3 separate regions of the Mus musculus genome follow, and all the other regions are linked to region 1. A link is a contact called in public ChIA-PET and HiChIP or PLAC-seq data. All regions are on one chromosome and are shown on one strand. The core of a region is the stretch at or near the end of the contact, and the rest is flanking DNA. Distances in the headings are between cores, read along the strand shown. Region 1 overlaps Fam107b (family with sequence similarity 107, member B). Region 2 overlaps Frmd4a (FERM domain containing 4A). Region 3 overlaps Frmd4a (FERM domain containing 4A).

What was found. ChIA-PET counts read pairs in DNA pulled down with a chosen protein or histone mark. HiChIP or PLAC-seq counts read pairs in DNA pulled down with a chosen protein or histone mark.
Region 2: a FOXA1 HiChIP or PLAC-seq map of pancreatic cancer cells shows a contact between it and region 1. The contact joins two enhancer-like sites.
Region 3: a contact with region 1 is called in an RNA polymerase II ChIA-PET map of memory CD8 T cells, with 14 read pairs. The contact joins two enhancer-like sites. A contact is called at or near these places in 3 of 115 datasets of contacts at active chromatin or transcription factors (astrocytes, memory CD8 T cells and microglia).

What each region holds. Positions count from the first base shown.
Region 1 is chr2:3,750,943-3,754,765 of GRCm38.p6, forward strand. The region is part of intron 1 of Fam107b (family with sequence similarity 107, member B); the gene reads left to right. Among named protein-coding and RNA genes, the nearest start is that of Fam107b, 39 kb to the left of the region's middle. Within about 2 kb of position 2,124, at least 105 of the 459 cell types and tissues checked have an H3K27ac peak or open chromatin away from gene starts, as enhancers often do. A contact at or near this core is called in memory CD8 T cells and pancreatic cancer cells, where this site is marked.
Region 2 is chr2:4,284,276-4,288,070 of GRCm38.p6, forward strand. All of the region lies in intron 1 of Frmd4a (FERM domain containing 4A), which reads left to right. Among named protein-coding and RNA genes, the nearest start is that of Gm39752, 39 kb to the left of the region's middle. Within about 2 kb of position 2,531, at least 40 of the 459 cell types and tissues checked have an H3K27ac peak or open chromatin away from gene starts, as enhancers often do. A contact at or near this core is called in pancreatic cancer cells, where this site is marked.
Region 3 is chr2:4,578,468-4,582,411 of GRCm38.p6, forward strand. All of the region lies in intron 14 of Frmd4a (FERM domain containing 4A), which reads left to right. Among named protein-coding and RNA genes, the nearest start is that of Gm13179, 14 kb to the right of the region's middle. Within about 2 kb of position 2,489, at least 43 of the 459 cell types and tissues checked have an H3K27ac peak or open chromatin away from gene starts, as enhancers often do. A contact at or near this core is called in memory CD8 T cells, where this site is marked.

The sequences.
Region 1 (3,823 bases), core at 874-3,373:
CAGGTGGGTCCTCAGTCTTGGAGTCAGTTTGGGAGGTCACAGTGAGCTTTTAGAAGCTGAAGCGATGGGCATGTCAGAATGCGCAGCAGGTAGGAGAATCATGAGACGGGTCCTTTGGAACCTTAACTTCATCTAATTGTAGGGTCTGTCCATGTCACTGTGTATAGTGGCTTATACACAGAAACATTTGAAAGTCACTGATCTGGGATAGTGTAGGTTTTACCCAAGTATTTCAGGGTGAATTTAATTATGCACAGGGGAAGTGCTGGTTACTATGTCTTTCTTAGCTCTTTTCCACAGCTAACTGAGTAGGCTCAGAGGGAGCGTTCTTTAGAATTTAAGAATTTCTGAGTTGGAGGCCAGCCTGGTCTTTTCCAGGACAGCCAGGACTACATAGAGAAACCCTGTCTCAAAAAAAAAAAGAAGCTGGTGGTTACGATGGTGTTGTTTTACTGTGTCCTCCTTCCTTCACTGTCTCCCACTAAGATCTTTCAAGTCATTGTGAGCCACATTCAGCTGATCCCATTGTCACATGAAGCATGACGCACGGAGGAGGTGACCACTCAGACTGTAATTTCCAAATTTAAGTGTATTTTCTTTGTTCTACACTAAATATAATAGTTCCGGATCCTTCATGATAGAATCAAGCTATGTGTCCCCAAAAGCAGATGTCTTAGAAGGTGAGTGTGTGTCACGCACACACACACACACACGCACACACACACACAGTGGACAGTAAGGGAAGGCAGACTAATTCTGTGAGGTCAAATAAGAGAAACTAGTATCCCTTCTACCGTGAAGGCTTTGAAACGTGGGGACTTTGGAGACTGTGGTGGTAAGTGAAGGTAGAAATGAGAGCTGCTGTTGAACTGATAAGTCAGAGGGTGAAACGGATTATTACTTCAATACTGAACATTCATAGATGAAATTAGGATCCTTCCCTCCCTACCTCCCTCCCTTCTTTCCTTCCTTCCCACGGAGTCTTGCTATAAGGCTCAGGCTGGCCTTCAGTTCATGATCCCCTCCCCTTTTCTTCTTTTTTCCTTTGTGGTGCTGAGGATAGAACCCCTGGCCTTATGCAGCTAGGCAAGCGGGGCACCAGCCCTGATGGACTTTCTTCCTAACAGGTTACATGCATTCTGTGTTTAAGTATTTTCTAACTATAAAATGAGGTTTTCTCATATACTTGGAATCTTATTCAGTATGATACTTATAAGATTGCAAACCAGAATTTAGTTCCAGGTTTTGTTCCTTTATTTGTCTTGAAAAAAAAAAAAACTTTTAAAAGAATTGCTCATTCTTTTCCCTTATATTTTTTCTACATTTTACTTTCAGCATTTGATCTCTTTAAGAAGGTAGAATCATTTTTTTTCACATTAGTTTTTTTTTTCCCCCACAAGGGAAGTCATGATACATGCGCCCTTTGTTAGAGAATTATTTTATAATTGTTCATCCGGAAGCAATTCACAAGTTCCTTTATAGCCAACTGTAGTAAGGGTGAAGCTGGTGTTGTGACTGTGCAGACGTGTCATTTGTCTGTGTCCTTCTTATTTACTTAGTCACCAGTCGTCCCTATGTTTGTATATTTAAAGACAGGTTCCTTTAAAAGTAAGCCCTGCCTCTTGCGACACCAACTGTGAGAGAAGTCGGAGCTGAGGGCAAGTCTCTGGGTGCTGAGTTACTGGGTAATGAACCCTGTGGCAGCAAAGGACATGGAAACGTGTGGGACTCGGTTGGCTGCTGGGAGGGTGATGGATTTTCATTGCATTAGGAAGGGCATGGGGTACAGCTCCCACTCTTTACTTGCTCACTGTAGCTGTTAAGAAGGTTTGTTTAAGGAAGACATGTTGCACGTAGTTGAAGTTGGTGTTTGGCTGCAGTACTGTCCGACAGTCATAGGTTGACAGCTGTGCCATGGGTTGCTGGAGTGAGCAAGTAGATGGGGATGTGTTGGTTCCTGGGGCCAGAGCCCTAATACCCAGTAATCAGGGTGGGCCACAGCCTCAGTGGTGGGAGGTTGGTGTTTTCACATACGGTGTGGGAGGGTGGAGCACCACGGGGAGTTGTCTTAGGTACTGTTCTGTGGCTCTGAAAAGGCCGTGACTGAGGCAACACCTAGGAACGAAGAATCGAATCATGGGCTTGCTCTACAGCTTCAGAAGTTAGTCTGTTATCACCATGGTAAAGAGCATGCCAGCACACAGGCAGAAGTAGCTGAGAGTTCTACATCCTCATCTGTAGGCTGGGGGCAGAGGGGGGCAGGAACAGGACTTTTAAACCCCCACAGAATAGATGTGGCCTTGTTGTGGGAAGTATTTGGGTTCTGGGGATGTGAACTCAGGTTGTTAGGTTTCCATGCAAGTATGGGTACTCACTGAGCTGTCTCTCATTCTGAATTTTGAAATTTTTTTTTTATTCAGTTTTGGGGATAGAATTTGGATACTTGCATATTCTAGGCAAGATTCTACCACTGAGCCAGAACCCCAGTGCTGGAGTGTTTTGTAGGCAGTGAGCATCCTTCCGATTCCCCTAAGGATAAAGGTCATTATGCCTTGCAGACATCATGGCACCTGAGGTGTAGCCAGCTTATTCTAGCTCCTCACTGCCTGTGTTCCTTGTTTGCTAGGAAGGCAGTTGCTGTTTTCCTCGGTCTGATTTGCAGAGTTCCCTGTGCCAGCCTGTGGCTGGATAGCCAGCCCGGGGCTTAAGTTGAATCAGCTTCTTAAGTTGAATCAGCTTCAGGATTGGGTGTGTAGGGGGCAGGTTACCCAGGCCACTGTTTATAGCAAGGCAGTAGTTTCTGGGCGCTGAGGTGCTCTTGTCTTTGTTTGTCTTGTGGCTCCTCAGGGCAGCCTGTGGGAAATGGGAAAGTGGAAAGGCCTGGTGTCTTAGGAAGACAGGCCTGCAGAGGGAGTGAAATAATGTGTGGGGTTCATTCTGAGAAAGAGTTGAAGGAGTTGACACCCCTGCGGTGTTCCTGTGCCCACATTGACTACAAATGTGCTTACATCTGGACACCTGCCAAACCTCCTTCCTATAAACGGGTGTTTCCACACAGTGAAGCTGAGGCCCAGGAGGCTTCTATTGAAACCTTCCCATCCTTACTGATTACAGCTTTTGCTATGGAGATGCTGTGGGCTCTAAATACTTAGAAGCCATATATTGTTTCTCATTTTCCCTTTCAGCTTTGGAGCTGAGGCCCAGGGGCTCCTTGGCCAGGAGGCTGCTATGTCCACGAAGACAGGTGAACTTAGTATGAGTTGGTTTGTTCAGCCACCAGCGTGAACTGTGACAGACTGGGTGGCTTGTTCAGCATGTCTTTCTCCTCTTCAGTTCCAGAAGGCTGAGATTCAGACACAAGCTGTGTGGGGTCTCGCTGTGGCTTGACCACTGAGCCATCCCTACAGCTCTTTGTTCCTTATAAGGACACTAATCCTGTCATAAGTCTCGTGGTTTCCTTTAAATCCACGTACCTTTCAAAGAACTCAACTTAAGAAGCTCTCCCTTTGAGGGTGGATTATAGACTTAGCTCCTTTGAATTTTGGGGGAACATAATTCATAACTGTACATGGATGAGGCTGGGTTAATTTTCAACTGAGAGTCATTGCTGCTCCCTTCTCACAGACGCTATGCTGGGTCCGCAAGCCCCCGACTTGCTTTGTAGCTAGGTTGTTCACACTGTTCTGGACACTGAGAAAACAAGCAAAGCCTAAGGGCTTCGGAAAGTCCCTCCCTGCAGGTGAAGAGCCAGTGTGGGGCTTTTCCTGTCTTCCCTCCCCTTCCCACTGTGTCTACAGAGGGTGGTAGAGGCAGGGTTGGACAT
Region 2 (3,795 bases), core at 1,281-3,780, 530 kb after region 1:
GCACACACACACATATGATAAGAATGGATTTAGTGATGTGAAGAACATTCACAACTTAACGGAGTTGACATGAGGCTGGAGAGGTGGCTCAGGGAGGAAGCAAACTTGCTGAAAACGTATGAAGCCCTGACCTGAATTCAGCTCTCCAGGCTATGCTTGCCTGTAACCCCAGAAGGCTGGTGAGGGTAGGGATGGAACCAGAGACAAGAAGGTCCCTGAGGTTTGCCAATCACCAGCATAGCAGGCAAAAGCAAAATAGCCACCTTCAGATTTAGTTCTGTCTCAAGGGAATAACATGGGGAGTGAGCGATTGAAGAAGAAACACCCAACATCCCTCTCTAGCCTTACATACATACTTACACACACACACACACACACAAGCACACACACAAACACACTCTTACCACACACACCACTACAAAAAGAAGTCAAAGTAGCAATTTTGTGTCATGTGTATTTTACTACAATTTTTTAAAAAATGCTTGCATGAATAAAAGGGGTACATTTTAGAAACAGAAAAGAATTTCCAATTTTTATGAGTATTCTACCTGACAGATGCTGCAGGACTTGACCCAGAGATTAAATCTATTTCTGAGATGTTTATCTACCCTTGCATGGTGGGGGTGTAGAAGGAGCAGGGAAGATCGTATGGGATCTAATAATATTCGGGGGGAAAAATTTAGTTCCCTCCAACTTCATTTCCTTGTTTTCCACAAGACTGTGTGTTTCTCTGTCGTGGTGCACAGAACAAGGTCTGATGCGTCCTTCACAAAGAACCATTGATGGCGTGTCTGTGTGAATTGCCCTGGCTTTGGTCACAGCCAAGTTCTGCGGGACCCACTGCCCCTCGTTCGACAATACACTCCACTGTGTGTAGCCATTTATGAAAGGTCAGAAATGAACTGAGAAATGGCTGGAGTCAAAAACATGTGGCCCTATAAATATCAGAGTCAGACGGCTTCAGGCATTTCCCCAGTCTCGTTTCTGCTCCATTCAGCTGTCTCCGCAAGCCTCTGCTGAGGTGCCTGGCATTTTGTGGGCACCTTACTTTGTACAGTTCTGCAGAGGAAGCTACCTTCTTCACTTGCTGCCCTTCTTGCCCAGCCCAGTAGCATAGAACCATTAATAGAGTTGTTTTGATTTGTTTTTGTTTTTTAAGTTAGAATTTCTTCTCGGGAGCCCTGGCAGCCCGTTCTGCAATGCTCTGTCTTATTTTAAGATTTTCCACTTTGCATTAGTAGCGACTTTGCCTAGTTACCGACCTGACACCAAAGGTGTTCTGTGAGCTGAAGGGTTTGCAGATTTGGGCTCCGTGAGTCCTATTGGGACATTGACCATGACATTAGCTGCCAGACTGGATGACTTCGAGATGACACTGGAGCACCTGTTCATGGATGTGTTTGTAAGTAAAAGCTTTCCATTCCCACATGCAAGGATTGTCCCTGCAATCCCAAATAGGGATTGTGTCCCCATATGAACAGAAGCTTCTAGCTTGCAATTGTGCTGTTTCTACTCCAATATACAGAAGGGGAAGTTGGGGTGGGGTGGGGTGGGGTGGGGTGGGTATTGTTCCTAAATGTCCAGTGACACAGAACTGCCCACATGGATCAATGCCACACCACTGGCAGAGGTGTGGCATTTTGAATGAAGTCAGCTCTAGAGGTCTAAATGAATGGGCGGAACAGAGAAAACAACACTTCCCACTACCCCCGCAGAGATCAAACCACTTCTGTTTGCGTTCCCTGGAGGAATCAGATTTGTTTGTGAAGCAATCATTCCAGAGGGCTGGGGGTATGGGGTGGGCAGTGAGGAATTCACAGTGCTCAAAACACTGGTGATTCCATGTAGAGAAATGCAGATTACTAGGTAGTGCCACAAATCACACTGTCCACAGAAACTGGTTTCATATGGGTTCTCCAGGAATTTGTTTGATAAGATGAAGCTGTTTGGTTTGATTTATTTTCCTTTAAAGAAAAGGGCAACCGACAGGGAACACACACACACACACACACACACACACACACACACGCACCTCTTCCCACAATGATTTTCTGAATTTTAGCAAAAGCCATGTCAACAAAGTCACTCCCCCAGCCCAGCCACCGGGGCTCCTTACACTTTGGGCTCTCACTATGGGGCACAGGTCTGCTCTCTGTGGGTCACTGATGGTGAACAGGGACTGCAGAAGCAGAGGCTTGCAGGTGGCAATGCAGCTGGAAGGTGTTGGCCTGTGCTCTTTCCAAGAACAACAGTTGTTCTGCCAGGGGAGACGGCCGCAGCGCTTGCTGTGAGGGCACACCGTCTGTGTTTAAAATGAGGAAAGGCCCCAGAGGGCTGGCCTTTCTTGGCTATACATCACTGGGGCCCTTTCAGGGACTTCACAATGAATGGTGTATTTTGGCAGACAGGAGAGTCTGGAGCATTACTTATTATTAATTTATAATTTGTCTTCAAATGGATACCATTCCATGCTGGCGGGATTCCCAGAGGGCCGGTCTCTTGAAGGAGAGTGTGGGGAGCTGAGTCACTTGCGTCCATTCTGATCATAGTCATGGCACTGAGAAGTAAGCTTGAAGATAGAGTATGTGGTGGACCGTGGAGAGGGTCCTCCTGCATGTCTAGTCCTCGGTTGTCAGGTCACGGAATGTATAGTATGAAACTAGCATTGATCTGACTCGCTACCACGGCCTGAAGTCTGGCAGCAGTGGGGCAGGACTGAGACAGGGGGTGGACTCTGGCATAGCAAAGGATCAGTGGGAGTTTGATTGTCTCAGAGGGGAAAAATAGAATAAAAAAATGTCTTAAAATACTCCAAGTTCATTAATTTGTTGCTTTGACCTCTCTAATTTCCCTTCTACTCCCTCTAAACTCCCATAGTCTTGTTTCCATGTCTGGCAATGCTCTCCCTCTTCAAGAGGATGCTCTCAAATGCCCCATCCTTTTAAATAAATATCTCTCAGTTGATTATTCTAACCATTTTTCCGATCCCAATTGGACAGTTTGTTCGCCCATGCTCTTGAGGAGAATGTTGACTGCCCTGCTCTGTCTCTTTCCCCTGGCACAGTGTCTCTCTGAACCTGAAAACAGGCTGCCAGTCAGCACGCACCAAGGCTTCTGTAAGATGAGAGAGTCGGTCACATCACTTGTTTCATAATCCCTTGTTACCACGTGGGGCTTCGCTAGCTGCAGCTGTGCAGCTGCCTTCAGTTCCCAGCACCCGCATCACACCACCTTTACCTCCAGCTCCATAGGACCTGATGTCCTCTCCTGGCCTCCAAGGGTAACTGAACTCATATATACCCCCTGCCAAACAAATGCATACATCTAAAATTTTTATTAATGATAAATATTTTAAAAGAATAGCAAGTATAGAATTTCTTGTTATATGTGAACTGCTTCTGCTGTCAGTCCATCTTCCTCTTGTTTCAGAAGATGAGAAGACTTGTTGCTTATCTCTCATCTCTAGTAGGCATAGCTCAGTGGCTCTGCCTTCCACGGACATTCCAAGACCTCTCCATAGACCAACTGAAGAAAAAGGACAACAGGAAACCAAGCAGATGTCATGAAACATTCTTTGTTGCATTAAATAGCTTGATTATCTACACTTGAATCTATCCTTTCAAAAGGAGGCAGATGCCTCCAGCTCTCGACTCTTCTGTCTAGCTTCTGTTGCCAGCATTCCATATGCACATTCTTATGACCATCCAGAACTTTCTCATTATTAACCTGTTATGCTGAGTTCTTTCTTAAATATTATTTATTTATTTTTATATAAGTACTCTGTAGCTGTCATCA
Region 3 (3,944 bases), core at 1,239-3,738, 830 kb after region 1:
AATTTGGTCATAACCTCGGCTTTGCTGTTGGGCACAACCTCCCAGGCATTGCCAAAGAGGTTGTTTATGCTGGACTGTGAAACTGGGCAGGCTGCAAAGGCGCTGTCTGCAGAATGGATGTTTCTGGACTCATCTGAGCAGGTCTGGCCTGAGTTGAAAAGGAGAGGAAAATGGAAGGTGGTCTCTTCCACTTCTATTTGGTGGAGGGCGGAGGTAACAAACTCACTCCTATGGGTGTCCAAGGGTGATACTAGGATAGATATATGTACCTGTGGAAGAGAACTAAGACTGACACTGTATAGTCTGAGTAAACGACTTTGGTGGTAAGGTTTTAACATCAGAAGAGAGATCTCCCTGCCCTCTTCCAGACACATCAGTATTTCTACTTAGCCAAGCTCTGTGTCAACTTCCTCATCTTTGCTGAGAGCACAGAAGAAAGATCATGGAGATTTGCATTTCATCTCCAAACCTCCATATTACAATAGAGCAAGAGCCCTGGGACAGCAGGATCAGCTCCCGGGGTTCCTGAGCCAAGGAACAGTGCGCCTATGCCTTACCCACAAGTAATGGTTTCAATTAGATAATCTATCAGATGCTGTTAATGTTTAAACACAGATTGTCTCTCTATTCACCTCCTTCCCTCCTTCTTAGCATGGAGTGCCCTCTTCAAGTGACATTTGTGTATTTCCCTTTTGGCAAAAAGTGCCACTTAATCTCCCCCAAGAGCAAGCCACCCCGAAGACTCCCAGACACCCCCAAAAGATGCTTGCTTTTCAAAGAACTTCCACTTCACTACTTACTGAACTAATGATTCCATTTGTAAAGTCTCCAAGCATGTGTTGTTCGTGTTGGAAATCACACTGAACTTGCAGAGATGGCCCCTGGAGATGGCACACTGATCCTGCCATCTGCAACGTGGCATTATACCACAGGGTCTCTAGGACGTCTCTGATGTAAGGAATTCATCCTTGAGAACTTCTCTGGGAAATAAATATCTCGTTGTCATAAAGGGGAGTCTAACCCCTTTCTCCATATTCACTCCTGGGTATCTGCCAAGCCTCTCCCTCCCAGCTTCTACAGATCTGTTGGGACTTGGCTGTCTTCATTTGCTTGTCTTAACTTTTCATTTTCCCCTTAGAGGCCAAACAGGCAGTCATTTCCTTCCCTCGATTTTACAGACAACAGATTTCTTTCTTGCTGGGGGTGGAGATGGGGGATATTACTATTTGTGTTATATTTCCCTTCCTTCCAAAGAGGAAAGCTCCCCTTCCACCTTCTGGATTGAGGGTGGGAGCAGGGGGCCTGCTCATCTGCATCTGTCTGTGAAAACAGATGCACAGGTCTCTGCGAATCCTCAGCAGGATGCAAACTCATATCCGGTGCCGACTGGCTTGGGATCTTTGGAATGACTGCAACAAATTCTCCATTGCAGCTGAGTGAGGAGAGCCTTCCATATGGTCACAGGGAGAGGGCTTCTGTTTGCTCTGTGGCCCCTCCACATGTGGTCTCTTCACATACAGCTGCCACCAGCCCGGTCTAGGTTCCCCAGCTGGAAAATGGAAAATGGGTCCCAAGTCCACAGTAATATCTGTGATGCCATCTGGTTTCCCCTGAAGATCCCCAAATGCCCACTGAAAATGACTTTCTTTGCCTAGCCATGTTTGGATAATAATCATCTTCCTAGGGCTGGGAATGTAGCTCCCTTGGTGGAATCCTTACCTGGCGTACTTAAAGCCCCAAATTCAATCCCAGCACCATATAAACGACTGGTGCTCATATTTACCTCTTTAATGGCAGAACTCAATAAGTAGAGGCAGGAAAATCAGGGTCAAGGTCATATATATGGAGGTCAAGGTCAGCCTGAGCTAGAGACCTTGTCTCCAAAAATACACCTATAACCAACTGTCTTCTTCACCATCAGCTCTTCCTCCCTCCCTCCAGTGACCTCGTTCAGTAGAAGCCTTTGGGTTAGGAGTGTAATATGATCGTGAACTCTAGCCTAGAATCCAAGTAGAGATCTCACTAACTCAGGAAAGGTTTTCTGGAGAACTCAGCTGATGGTAGGTTTTCCTGGCTGTCATCAGAGGGAGGCTGAACCACCTCAATGAAGTGATCATTCAGAAACCAAGCCAGTCCCCTAGCTGGCCCCTGTGTTGTGGTGCTTCCGGGCAACGATTGTGCCCTCCATCCTCATTGTTTGCTTGTCTCCGATTCCTCCAGTGGGTGGAACTGAGGGCTGAGACTATGTCTCCCCCATATTACCTTGCACATGGAAGGGACTCCAAAAACCTCTGTTGTCGCACCAGGAGATCTGAAGACCGCCACTGGCTTCCTGTCCTTTGGCCTTCTCTTGAGTTTTGAGATCAGCGTATGTGGCATGTGGTCCTGCCAGGAAGGAAGATGCAAGCAGATGCAACCCACAGGGTGTTGTTGCCTTGACACCAGAGTAGTGAGACAGAATGTTCCCCCTCTCACCGAGTTTCCATTCAAAGGATAAGCAGGCCACACAGAACAGAGCTTGTGCCCCACCTCTGCCTCCCTGTGCCAGCCACCATGACCTCTGTGGTAAGAGTAGAGGTAACGCTTCTCTGAGGACTCAATGAATTGTAGCATGTAAGAATCCCTGCTGAGTTCTATTAAACAATCAAACAAACAAACAAAACCCACTTTTCCCCCTCTGCCCGCAAGCTTCCTGAACTGACAGGGCCAGCCACACCAGCCACCACTCCTCATTTTCTTGCCTGTCCACTCAGGGCTCTTCCTTTTTTTTCCCAACATGAATCGTTCTGAAATGGAGATGCCAACACCCTAATAAAAGCGAGGAAAGATTTCTAAGAACAATGACTAGTATTCACATGGCATTTAGCATGTTCTGAGTTATCTTTTAGCATCGCCCAAATGTTATCCTGCTTCATTCTCCCAATATTTGTAGAGCCCTGTTTTCATTGCCCAGTTCACAGGAAACAGAGACCTAGGAAAGTTCTAGAACCTGCCACCTCCCATCCCAGATCCACTCAGAAGCTAAGCTGAAACATACACACAGACCCAATAACCCTAGACCCCAGACTGCAGGCTCCAGCTTTAGGAGGGCGCTATACCAGTTTGTTTCCCAGACTATCCTTTTCTGTACATCTGAGTACCCTCTCTAGAAGGATATTCATGTATTATCAATTACCTTTCAGAAATATTCATCTCACCTGCTTTTCACTGGCTCCTACACCAACCCGCTATTCCTTCCATCCCTTCCCGGGCAGCGCCTGGCTACTGTTTTTTTTCCATGTATCAATTTTGAAATTTCACTCTTCCAGGTACAGTAGAGATGACACATCTATCTTCTTATTTCATCTTACAGACAGCTCCAGTTTAAGACTATTTAGTATTCAGGATCAGGAAGAGATAAACCCTTTAGGCTCTTGTTGGTAATTAGACATCCATCCCCTCCTCCCTGCCCCCACCCCTCCACCCCTGCCTGCCTCTGTCAGGAGGCAGGGTTGGGAGAGTGCCATTCCTAGAGGTTTGGGTAGTGAAGGAAGGAGGTCATACTGTCTATAACATTCCTTTGGTAAAACTTGAAGAAATGAAGGCTAATGGCTGAGAAGGAATGGCCTAAGTTGGTTGTTTATTGGGTAATCAGTGTTTCAAGTTCGGAGACATTTTAGAAGGTGGTCACTTTCTAGGTAGGACCAGGATGGTTCTCAAGAAGGTGAAATGCCAGCCAGGCGAGGTGGCACACGCCTTTAATCCCAGCACTTGGGAGGCAGAGGCAGGCGGGTTTCTGAGTTCGAGGCCAGCCTGGTCTACAGAGTGAGTTCCAGGACAGCAGAGAAACCCTGTCGGGGGTGGGGGGGGGATTCACATATAACCCTGAGGGGTCTTGCATGTGCAATATGTATTGGTTCAAACAATTGATAACAGACTAATTATAGTGCCAGACTTCCCCAAGG